3 separate regions of the Mus musculus genome follow, and all the other regions are linked to region 2. The links are chromatin contacts, called in public HiChIP or PLAC-seq and promoter capture Hi-C maps. All regions are on one chromosome and are shown on one strand. Each heading gives the region's core, a stretch centred on a gene start, on an enhancer-like site or on the middle of the called end of the contact. The rest is flanking DNA. Distances are from core to core; before and after follow the strand shown. Region 1 holds the start of Usf3 (upstream transcription factor family member 3). Region 2 holds the start of Tigit (T cell immunoreceptor with Ig and ITIM domains). Region 3 holds the start of Zdhhc23 (zinc finger, DHHC domain containing 23).

Region 1 (2,974 bases), core at 384-2,883, 510 kb after region 2:
TTTATACTGACATCGAAATGATTTCGTGTAGCTGGACATATATTAACATTATAGATTCATGGATGTATTATTAGTATTACTATTACAGATCTGATCCTAAGGTCTCTGCTGCTAGGGACTAGGGAATGACAAACGTATTCAAAAGTTAATTAAAACTCACTAGCAAGCTGGGCGGTGGGTGGTGGTGCAAGCCTTTAATCCCAGCACTTGGGAAGCAGAGGCAGGCGGATTTCTGAGTTCAAGGCCAGCCTGGTCTACAAAGTGAGTTCCAGGACAGCCAGGGCTACACAGAGAACCCTGTCTCGAAAAACAGCAACAACAACAAAAAAACTCACTGGCCTGGCCCAGATGGGACAAGGAAGTGAAAAAGAAATCAAACTGCCTATTAGCACCAAATTTGAAGTAACAGTAAGGGCCTATTTTATCACAGATTTTCAAAGTGCGGAGGAAACATAAAACGGGGTTACTGTTAACCTTTTTCTCAATGCAAGGTCTGTTTCTACTGTACATAGGTTCAAGTAGTATTTCTATTATGCCCTGCGTTCCAGTCCAATTGGCTATATCTGGTTGTGAAAAGCTCATAAATCTTTCACCACCACTAGGTGGAGAATCAGACACCTGTCTCGGGGAGGCGGGCTTGTGAAATGAAACAAAACTAGAAAAAGATAGCTGGATAGTTCAAGAGCTCCAAAGGCACTTTAGAGGACGCTGAGGTCTCCGGTCCTAAATAAGGGTGTCTAGTAGCCTAAATTTAAGGTTCCAATCCCATCCCCCAAAGCCACGCACTCACTTCCTTAGCAGGGGACTGCAGAACCTTTCTGAAAACGGGCTTCGTGCAAATAAAGGACGTCAAGAGTCCACCGTATACGAATTCCTGCAGTCTCCAATATCCAAAGATAGTGCACTGAGGGAAGTCACATAGGACTGGATTTTCCACCTTCATTTACCACCTTCTAACCCTCCAGGCTAAAGGTACTTGTCTATCTTTTGCCACTCTCCTCCTCTTCAGTTTTTTTCATTTCTACGCTTGCATTGAAAGCTGCCATAAGCATAATACAGAACAGGGTGCGAGGAAGTTTCTTAAAAACCTCTTTTTTTTTTTTTTTTTCCTAGCTTCTCAAAGCGTCCCCTTTAAGGAACCAGGCCCACCTCTTTCTCATCCACCTACTGGCTTTCCTTTCTGCCTGTCACTCTACCTTTAAGAATATTTCCTGTTCTTTCAACCCAACTTGCACACCTCCGCCCCCCGGCCTTGGTCATTGGGCCGCCCGAGGCCTGTTCCCTCCTAGCTTTTCCCTCCTTCTCCTCCCGCCCTCCAGCCTAGCGCAGCGGAATCCCGGCTTCTGACTGGCCACGGTGGCAGCCTCCCCAGCACCGGATTGGCCGGCCGGTTGGTCGGGGCGGGAGCGAGGCGCATCCAGGCTAGGCTGTGCGCGTGCCGAGCGGCGGCCGCGGGAGGGGCGGGAGGGGCGGGGGGAGGGGGGCTGGGAAAGTTGAGGCCGTGCTGCCGCCGGGTCTCCGGCCTCGAGGGCTCGGGCTCGCTGCGGCGGCGGTGGCCGCGAGGAGAGGCGGCGGGGGCGGGGGGAGAGGAGGGCCCGGGCCCGCGCTCCCCCAGCCCCGCAGAAGCAGGGGGCGGCCGCGGACCCAGAGGCTCGCCTAGACGGCCAGACACCGCTGCCTTCCGCTCCTGGGACCATGACCCAGGCGGGGGTCGCCGCCGCCGTGGCCCGGAGCGCGTCACCGGCGGGTGAGTGGCCGCGGGAGGGGGCGCTGACAGCCGGGACCGCGGCTGCGGGGGCGGCTCCGGGGGGCGGCCCCGGGCTCAGCTCCACCCACCCCCTCCTAGCCGCGGGAGGTGAGGGCTAGGCTGAGTGCCCCTCGTTCCTGGGGTCCCCAGAACTCCCCACCTATCCCGGGGCGATCGCTCTCTTCACTCCGGCATGCTCGCACCCTGGGTGCCAGGCCTGAGGGAGCTCGCCCTGCTCCCGGTGCGCGCCGGCGGACAGAGGCCCCATGCTGTCCTGGGTGCATAAAGAGCTGGGCAGCCAGGTCCCCACCGGGTGGCCTTTGCTAGCCTCCTTCACCTTTTGCCATCCCTTCCATCTCTTTACTTGTCTTCTGACTTTCCTTCTGATCCACTCGTCAAACTCGCTGCTTGCTTTTGTAACTTTCACCTCTGTGTCGGAGAGTTAGGCTGACGTTTTCTTTTTAGAAGCCCATCTTTTTGCTTCTGAATAGCACTGGTCCATGCGAATGGCATTCTTGTCCGATTTCAAATTTCCTGAACAAGCATGAGGTTTCTGGACGCTTGGCTGAGGTTGGGCATTTTGGGGATAGAGTTCTCTTCTCTCTGTGGGGTCTTTTTTGCTTTTATTGACCTCATCTGTAGATAAGAGACCACAAAAAACTAACTGCCAAAACCAACTAATGTTCAGATAACATTTTACCACTAAGTTGAGTGAATTAACAAACATGATAGGTCTGGCCGACTTTATGGGTAACAGTGGCAGAGTCTTAAAGGAAACTTTGATGAGTAAGTGGACCCTGCAGTAGCTTTTCCCCATGGCCAGTCAGATCTGCTCTTTGCAGGGCCGACAGTTTCCTCGGTGACCTTTTCCTTTCCCTCAGAACACTTGACTTGCTGTATGGATACTATGTTTCCATTTGCTTGGGAAATACACAACGTATTTGTTGCAAACTGAGGAAGATTCATTGAGAAGCCAAGAGTTGTGAATGAAAGCTGTATCAAGAAGCATGCCAAAGGCCAACAGCCACTTGTGACCCAGAATGAACATAAAAGTGGTCCAACCCAAAATTGAAAACATATCCAATCCCTTGAGGGTTTCTTTTTTTCCTTTCTTAATTTCATTGTATGGTTCCAGAGAGTGAACCTTGTAAAGACAAGTTTGTGTCACAATGTCAAAAGGTTGGGCAGTAGTCTAAACATTATGACTTTTGTATAGATTAGCTTTAG
Region 2 (2,871 bases), core at 183-2,682:
GTTCCGCTCGGCTTCCTGGCTAGGTGGCTGATTGCTTTCAATGAACTTATTTAACTTTCCCACTTAGACTATCAGCCCGACACCAACATATCTTGTACTTCTCTCTAGGTTCCAGCAGTCTAGCCTTGTGTCTAGCCCTATGTTTTGAAAATAGAACTGGGCTATTTGATTGGCATTTGGGATGTCAGGAAAATGAGAGAGAGAGAGAGAGAGAGAGAGAGAGAGAGAGAGAGAGAGAGAACACAGAGAAAGGAAACTTGAATCTACTTCTCAGCCAGAAGTAGCAGCATATATTTTTAATCCAAGTACATGGGAGGATGAGGCAGGAGGATCATAGTGCATTCCAGACCAGCCTTGGAAACATAGAAAGACCATGTATCTGTCAAAGAAACAAACTAAAGCAAAAGAGAGAGGGAAGGGGAAGAGAGGACAATGAGAAAGAGGGAAAGAAGGGAAAGGAGAAGTAATGGAAGGGAAGAGAAGGGGAGGGAAACATAGAAAATAGGAGGGGAGGGGAGGAGAGGGGAGGGGAGGGGAGGGGAGGAGAGGGGAGGGGAGGGGAGGGAAGGGGAGGGGAAGAAGGGAGAAGAAGGAAGGGGAGGGGAGAGGAAGGGAAGACAGTAGAGGAGAGGTAAGAGGGGAAGAAAGGCCTTCTCCTAGATGAAGCCAACTTCTTTGCTACCTACCAGCCTGCCCCACCTTGGCTCCTCTCTACCTTCAGTCTTATAAGTTCAGCCTTTAAACTAATTTGTAGTATAGTCTCTAAATATTTTGTTTCCTTCCCTCAGAAATGTTTATCTACAATTTGTAATAGAATAGAAACAACAGAATTTAGTCTCTCATATTAGTGGTAGACTATGAAAATCTGAGAAGCAGGTATTTCTGACCAACAGAGAACTAACTGGAACATTGTTCTAGGAGTTCCTCAGAAACAGAAAAGAAAATGGAGCAGGAGAGAAATGGGTTTCCAGGAGATTTCTTGGCTCCCAATCTTAGTCTATTCCCCAGCTTCCCTCTTGAACAGCTGTCCAGTCAGAGTCCCTAACCCAGAGGATCTATGAAGTCCTTCCTCTGCAATCCCAAACGTGTATGCATCCCTTTCTCAGCGATTGCCTCTTACCATGTGGTCACACAGAGCCTCAGAACCACATACATACACAGAAGCTGACATACATACAGGCCTAGGCATATACTTAGAGCTTTCTCTACCTGAGCATCCTGGTGTCTGTGCCAAGCTAGGTGTCTCTGCTCTGCTAGGTCTGCAAGCCTTACCTGTAGCGAGGAAGGCAGCCTGTATCAGCCCCTGGACCCAGACCAGGAGCAGCCAGCCATGCATGCTTCTAACCAGAGGCCTACAGCAAAGTGGATGTGGCCTCTCCTCCAACTGAAACTGGCTCACTGCAGCTGTAAGGTGAAACCAAGCTGGTGAAAAGAGGGTCTCGGAAAAACTGACTTAGGTAAGAGCAGTGTCAAACGTGTAATGTTTTCTTAACAAGTACACAAAGCCACATAGGGTGAGCCACAAGAAAGGCCATGAAGGAAACACACTGTAAAAACAAATAAAACATGTGGTTAGAGATACACGGGTCTTGGGCAACTCGTATATTGACTACTTGGGTAGCCAGCCGATCTGTTGTTTTTAAGTTCTCTTGATGCACTTTTTGAAACACCAACTTTTATCTAAAGCATTCAAGGGTAGGTGACGCACAGGATTCTGAAGAAGTATTTCTGATGAGTCAGTCCCCTCCCCTCCCCTGCCCTGCCCTGCCCTGCCCTGCCCTGCTGCTTCAAGTTCCTGCCACAGTAACAGACTGTAACCTGGCCCTGTGAGCTAAAATAAGCCCCCTCTCCTCTAAGTTACTTTTTGTCAGGGCAGCGGCAACAGAAACCAAACTAGGACATCATCTTTTCTTTCTCTCTCCTTCCCCTTCTCCCTCCATCCTTTCCTTCATTTAAAAGGTCCTACAAGCTCTGAAGAGACGAGGGTCGGCAAAGAATTGCTCAGCGCTCAAGAGTTGACCAAAGTTCGTCTCTGTAAAGCCACTGGGAGAGGAGATGGAGAGGACACCGTCAGCTATCGCCTGGGCTCTTGGCAGAGCTGTATTGGCCATGCCCCATGATGTACAGCCTGAAGATCTCTATTCTCACCAGGGGACATCCAAAGCCTCATGCCCTGCCCATCCCACCAGTGCACAAATGATTCTCAACAGCCAGGCCTCTGTCCCTCTCTTCTGTATGCAGGGTCCCTCTGTCTCTGATCAGCTTCCTCCCCATCCTGGGTTCTGTTCATTCACAAATCTACACAGTGACTCATGCACCCTAGGCCCCTCCTCTAGACCTGTAGACAGTGTTTGACTTACCAGCTTCTCCACAGCCTTCAAGGCTTACATAAAAAATACATCTCCACCACTTTTGTTGTTGTTGTTTTGTTTTTGAGGCAGGGCTTCTCTGGGAAGCCTTGACTGAGCTGGAACTCACTCTGTAGACAAGGTTGGCTTAAAAACTCAGAGATCTTCTTGCCCGCCTCTCTCTCCTGAGTGATGGGATTTAAGGCATGCACCACCACCAAAGCCAGCCTCTCCACCACTTTTTTAACATCTGAATGCCTTTTAGCCAAAGAAACAGTAAGATCCAATATGTATTCAGGGTAAAATGCTGGGGCTAGACATGATGAGAGTTGCCAAACTTGGTTACCTGGACAGAAAAACCACAGGGGCAAGGGCTGGTGGGAAGAACACAACCCAGAAAAAGGCTACAAAATTAACAGTCTGCTTTTGTATCATGTGTGTAGAAACAAAAGAAAGTAGATTTGTCCCATTTTGGAAAATGCAAAAAACTTAAGAGTTGGTTTTAGAAGGGAAAAGTTAAAGA
Region 3 (2,796 bases), core at 109-2,608, 320 kb after region 2:
TCCAACCAGGACTGTGTTGCTACACACAGAAAAACAGTCACTCCCCACAAGGTGTACATGGCCTCTCTCTCTGGAAATACAGGGTGAACTGAGAACAGAGAAGCTATCTTTTACCCTTCAAGTTCATGTGACCACGTGAGAACAACCCCATGCATGGGTCCTACTAAGATCACTGAAAATACAGAACTTTCTGGAGTGTCCATTTAAACTTGCAGTGTGTGTGCTGGATTGCGTTCTTATATACATCTAATCTACCCTACTATCCTCCATGATCCTTTAAAATGAAAACTGTTAAAATCCTCACACCTGACAGCAAAAAACCAATCCTCTATTTTAGATCCTTTGGAATAGCAAGAACAAACCTCAGCATTCTGGACGGCAAACCTGAAGGAATATATATACATATGTAGGTCTCAACAGAACCAGTGGGGTCAGCATCTGGAAACTGTAAGCTTACCTGTCACAGCCTTCATCGAGGTCTTGACAATCACACAAACAGGCAGCCACGTGGTTCTTTTCCCCATTTCGATCTATGTATTCGCAACAGCACAGGGGCTCCAATTCAGGTTCTTCGGTTTTCTTTTTTTTGACTGGCTTCATATTGCCCTTTAGTGTACGGATTTGTACCTGTCACCATGAGGCATAAGAAGCTCACAGAAGGTAAAGGTGGCAAGAACTCAACTCACATCCTGTAAACACATCCTTGCTTCTCATTAACGCCAACGCCTGAGCAATAAAAAAATGAAAAGGGGGGAAGGGTCCTGCTTTCATCAGGCTTTTCGGGCTCCGCGTGGCCTGACAGGAGGGTTCCTTGACTTCTGGGGCTCTGAGCACCTTCCCCTCCCCTTCCCAGCTAGGCTAGCAACATCTGGGCACCAGCCGTTCCCATGGCGACAGCCGACCACGCGGCCCGGGACAGCAGAGCTAGGGCGGCCCAGTTCACCTGAGGGTGCCGGCTCAAAGGGCCGGGCTGTCCCCACCCCAAGGCTGCGCGCCGTGGAAACTCACCCTCGCAGGTGCAGGCAGCGACGCCCTGGCGCTGCAACCACCCACCGGCCCGGGGATGCCAGGAGCCCCAGCAGCCCCGAGGTCGCCCGTCCAGCCCACTCCGAACCCGCCGCTCCGAGGGCGTGGGCGGGCCTGGAGAATGACCTTGGCGGGGAAGTTACCTGCCCTCCCGACAGAGGCGGGGACCGGGAGGAGGACCGACTCCCCTGGGCGCGGCTGAGCCTGCGACCCCGCACGGCAGGCTCGGGAGTGCCGGGCGGAGTCGCCCACCTGTGAGCACCGCCGGTGCGCGCGCCTGCCGAGCGAGCCAGTCGCCCCCGGTCGCCGCTCCGCAGGTCGGCGCGCGCTTCCGGGTGCCCCGCCCCCGGCGCCGGGATCCCGCCGCCCGCACGTGCGCCGCCTGCCCACGAGGCCCCTCCCCCGCCGCGCTCCGGCCGGGCCACCTCGCACCTGCGCCGGGGCCCTCGCGGTGCCGCCGGGGTGCGGGATCGGACCCCGGCGCTCGCGCGCCGCCAGAGTTCCGCCGGTCGCCTGCGGTCCTCCAGCGCCGGCAACAGGCGTTGGGGTTCGATCCGCACCTTGGCCGCCTTCAGAGGTGCCACCCCACGAGTCGCCCGCCTTCCCTTGAGGCCCGCTGTGGACCCCAAGCCCGGCTTATCCAACTTGTTCTCGCTCGCGAGTCCTGGAGGATGGAGCTGCTTTCCAGCCAGGCCTCGGTGGTACTTTTGATTCAGTAGTCTGCACATTTGCAATGAAATTGCCCAAGAGAGTCCCCTCTGGGTTTGTATTGCAGCACAAATCTGTAAGAACTATGGGCCTACGTACAGGTTTTCCCTACCCCAGGCTTTCTAGGTTTTGGTTTGGTTTTAAGCAGAAACAGAAGAAAAAACGACAACTTAAACATTTCCGGTTTTATTGAAGTCAATCCATACATAACAGATTAAGATCTCATTAATTCTACGTACATATTTAGTGTTTTATCTACAAAGTGACGTTGGTAATCTTTGAGGTATATGGTGAAGTGCTTTAAGAGAAACCACAAAAGCATTCACTTTGACAGTTAACATTTTTCTAAATTTAACAATCTGAAGTTTCTAATCCAGTCACTCAAACTCACAGCCAGAGACTTCCTATGTTCTTATCACAAACAAAACAGAACAGAACAGAACAGAACAAAACAAAGCAGAACAGAACAGAACAGAACAGAAGGTATTACTCCGAAGCCCCCTGCCCCAGGGAGATTAGTTAGGATTCATGAAGAGAAACCCTTCCCTTTAGCCAGTATTTTTATTCCCTACAGGCGTCTCAAAAACATTGTTAGCAATGACATTTGGCTTTGGTGACACTGAGGGAAAGGAAACATTGACTAAAGGCAATGGATATTCAATAAAAATAAATATATGTGCGTGTTCTAGAAAGACAGCTAGAGAACAAAACAATAAATACGTCCTGAACATTTCCTAAATCCCGGGGGACGCAGCTAATTTCAAGTCAAGTCGCCAAGTCCTTATTTTCACAAACCACTGGTGCTGACACAAGTGCCTGAGTGGTTTTCCCGAGAGCCCAAGCTTGCGCCTCTCAACTCCGGTCAGCTTGCATGCCCCCCAGTCTTTATTGCTGAGTGCAAGTTTGTGTCCAGCTTATAATTTGCCAGCAAGACAAGTTAGCTGCTACTGAAAAGTGATTAATTATTTTCTACCTGATGGGCCACCTCTATCATGGGTGTTGCTAAGCTGAATCTAAGCATTACTCATGGACTCAATTTGATCTGTCATGGAATGCCCAGAT

What was found. HiChIP or PLAC-seq counts read pairs in DNA pulled down with a chosen protein or histone mark. Capture Hi-C pulls out chosen DNA fragments and counts their contacts.
Region 1: a contact with region 2 is called in an HNF4G HiChIP or PLAC-seq map of pancreatic cancer cells. The contact joins the promoter of Usf3 here to the promoter of Tigit in region 2. A contact is called at or near these places in 1 of 39 promoter capture datasets (the 3T3-L1 cell line) and 2 of 115 datasets of contacts at active chromatin or transcription factors (memory CD8 T cells and pancreatic cancer cells).
Region 3: a promoter capture Hi-C map of adipose tissue shows a contact between it and region 2. The contact joins the promoter of Zdhhc23 here to the promoter of Tigit in region 2. A contact is called at or near these places in 6 of 39 promoter capture datasets (the 3T3-L1 cell line, embryonic stem cells, hippocampal neurons and 2 more) and 1 of 9 other capture datasets (adipose tissue).

Annotation. Positions count from the first base shown.
Region 1 is chr16:44,171,764-44,174,737 of GRCm38.p6, forward strand. Usf3 (upstream transcription factor family member 3) reads left to right here and starts at 1,634. Exons shown (of 8, transcript NM_001029889.2): 1 at 1,634-1,747.
Region 2 is chr16:43,662,752-43,665,622 of GRCm38.p6, forward strand. Tigit (T cell immunoreceptor with Ig and ITIM domains) reads right to left here and starts at 1,433. Exons shown (of 4, transcript NM_001146325.1): 1 at 1,273-1,433. The coding sequence starts at 1,336.
Region 3 is chr16:43,978,451-43,981,246 of GRCm38.p6, forward strand. It overlaps Zdhhc23 (zinc finger, DHHC domain containing 23), which reads right to left and starts at 1,359. Exons shown (of 5, transcript NM_001007460.2): 1 at 1,009-1,359; 2 at 458-726. The coding sequence starts at 600. Gramd1c (GRAM domain containing 1C) reads right to left here. Exons shown (of 17, transcript NM_001359085.1): 17 at 1,900-2,796. Gm46552 (a long non-coding RNA gene) reads left to right here and starts at 1,423. Exons shown (of 2, transcript XR_001781930.1): 1 at 1,423-1,788.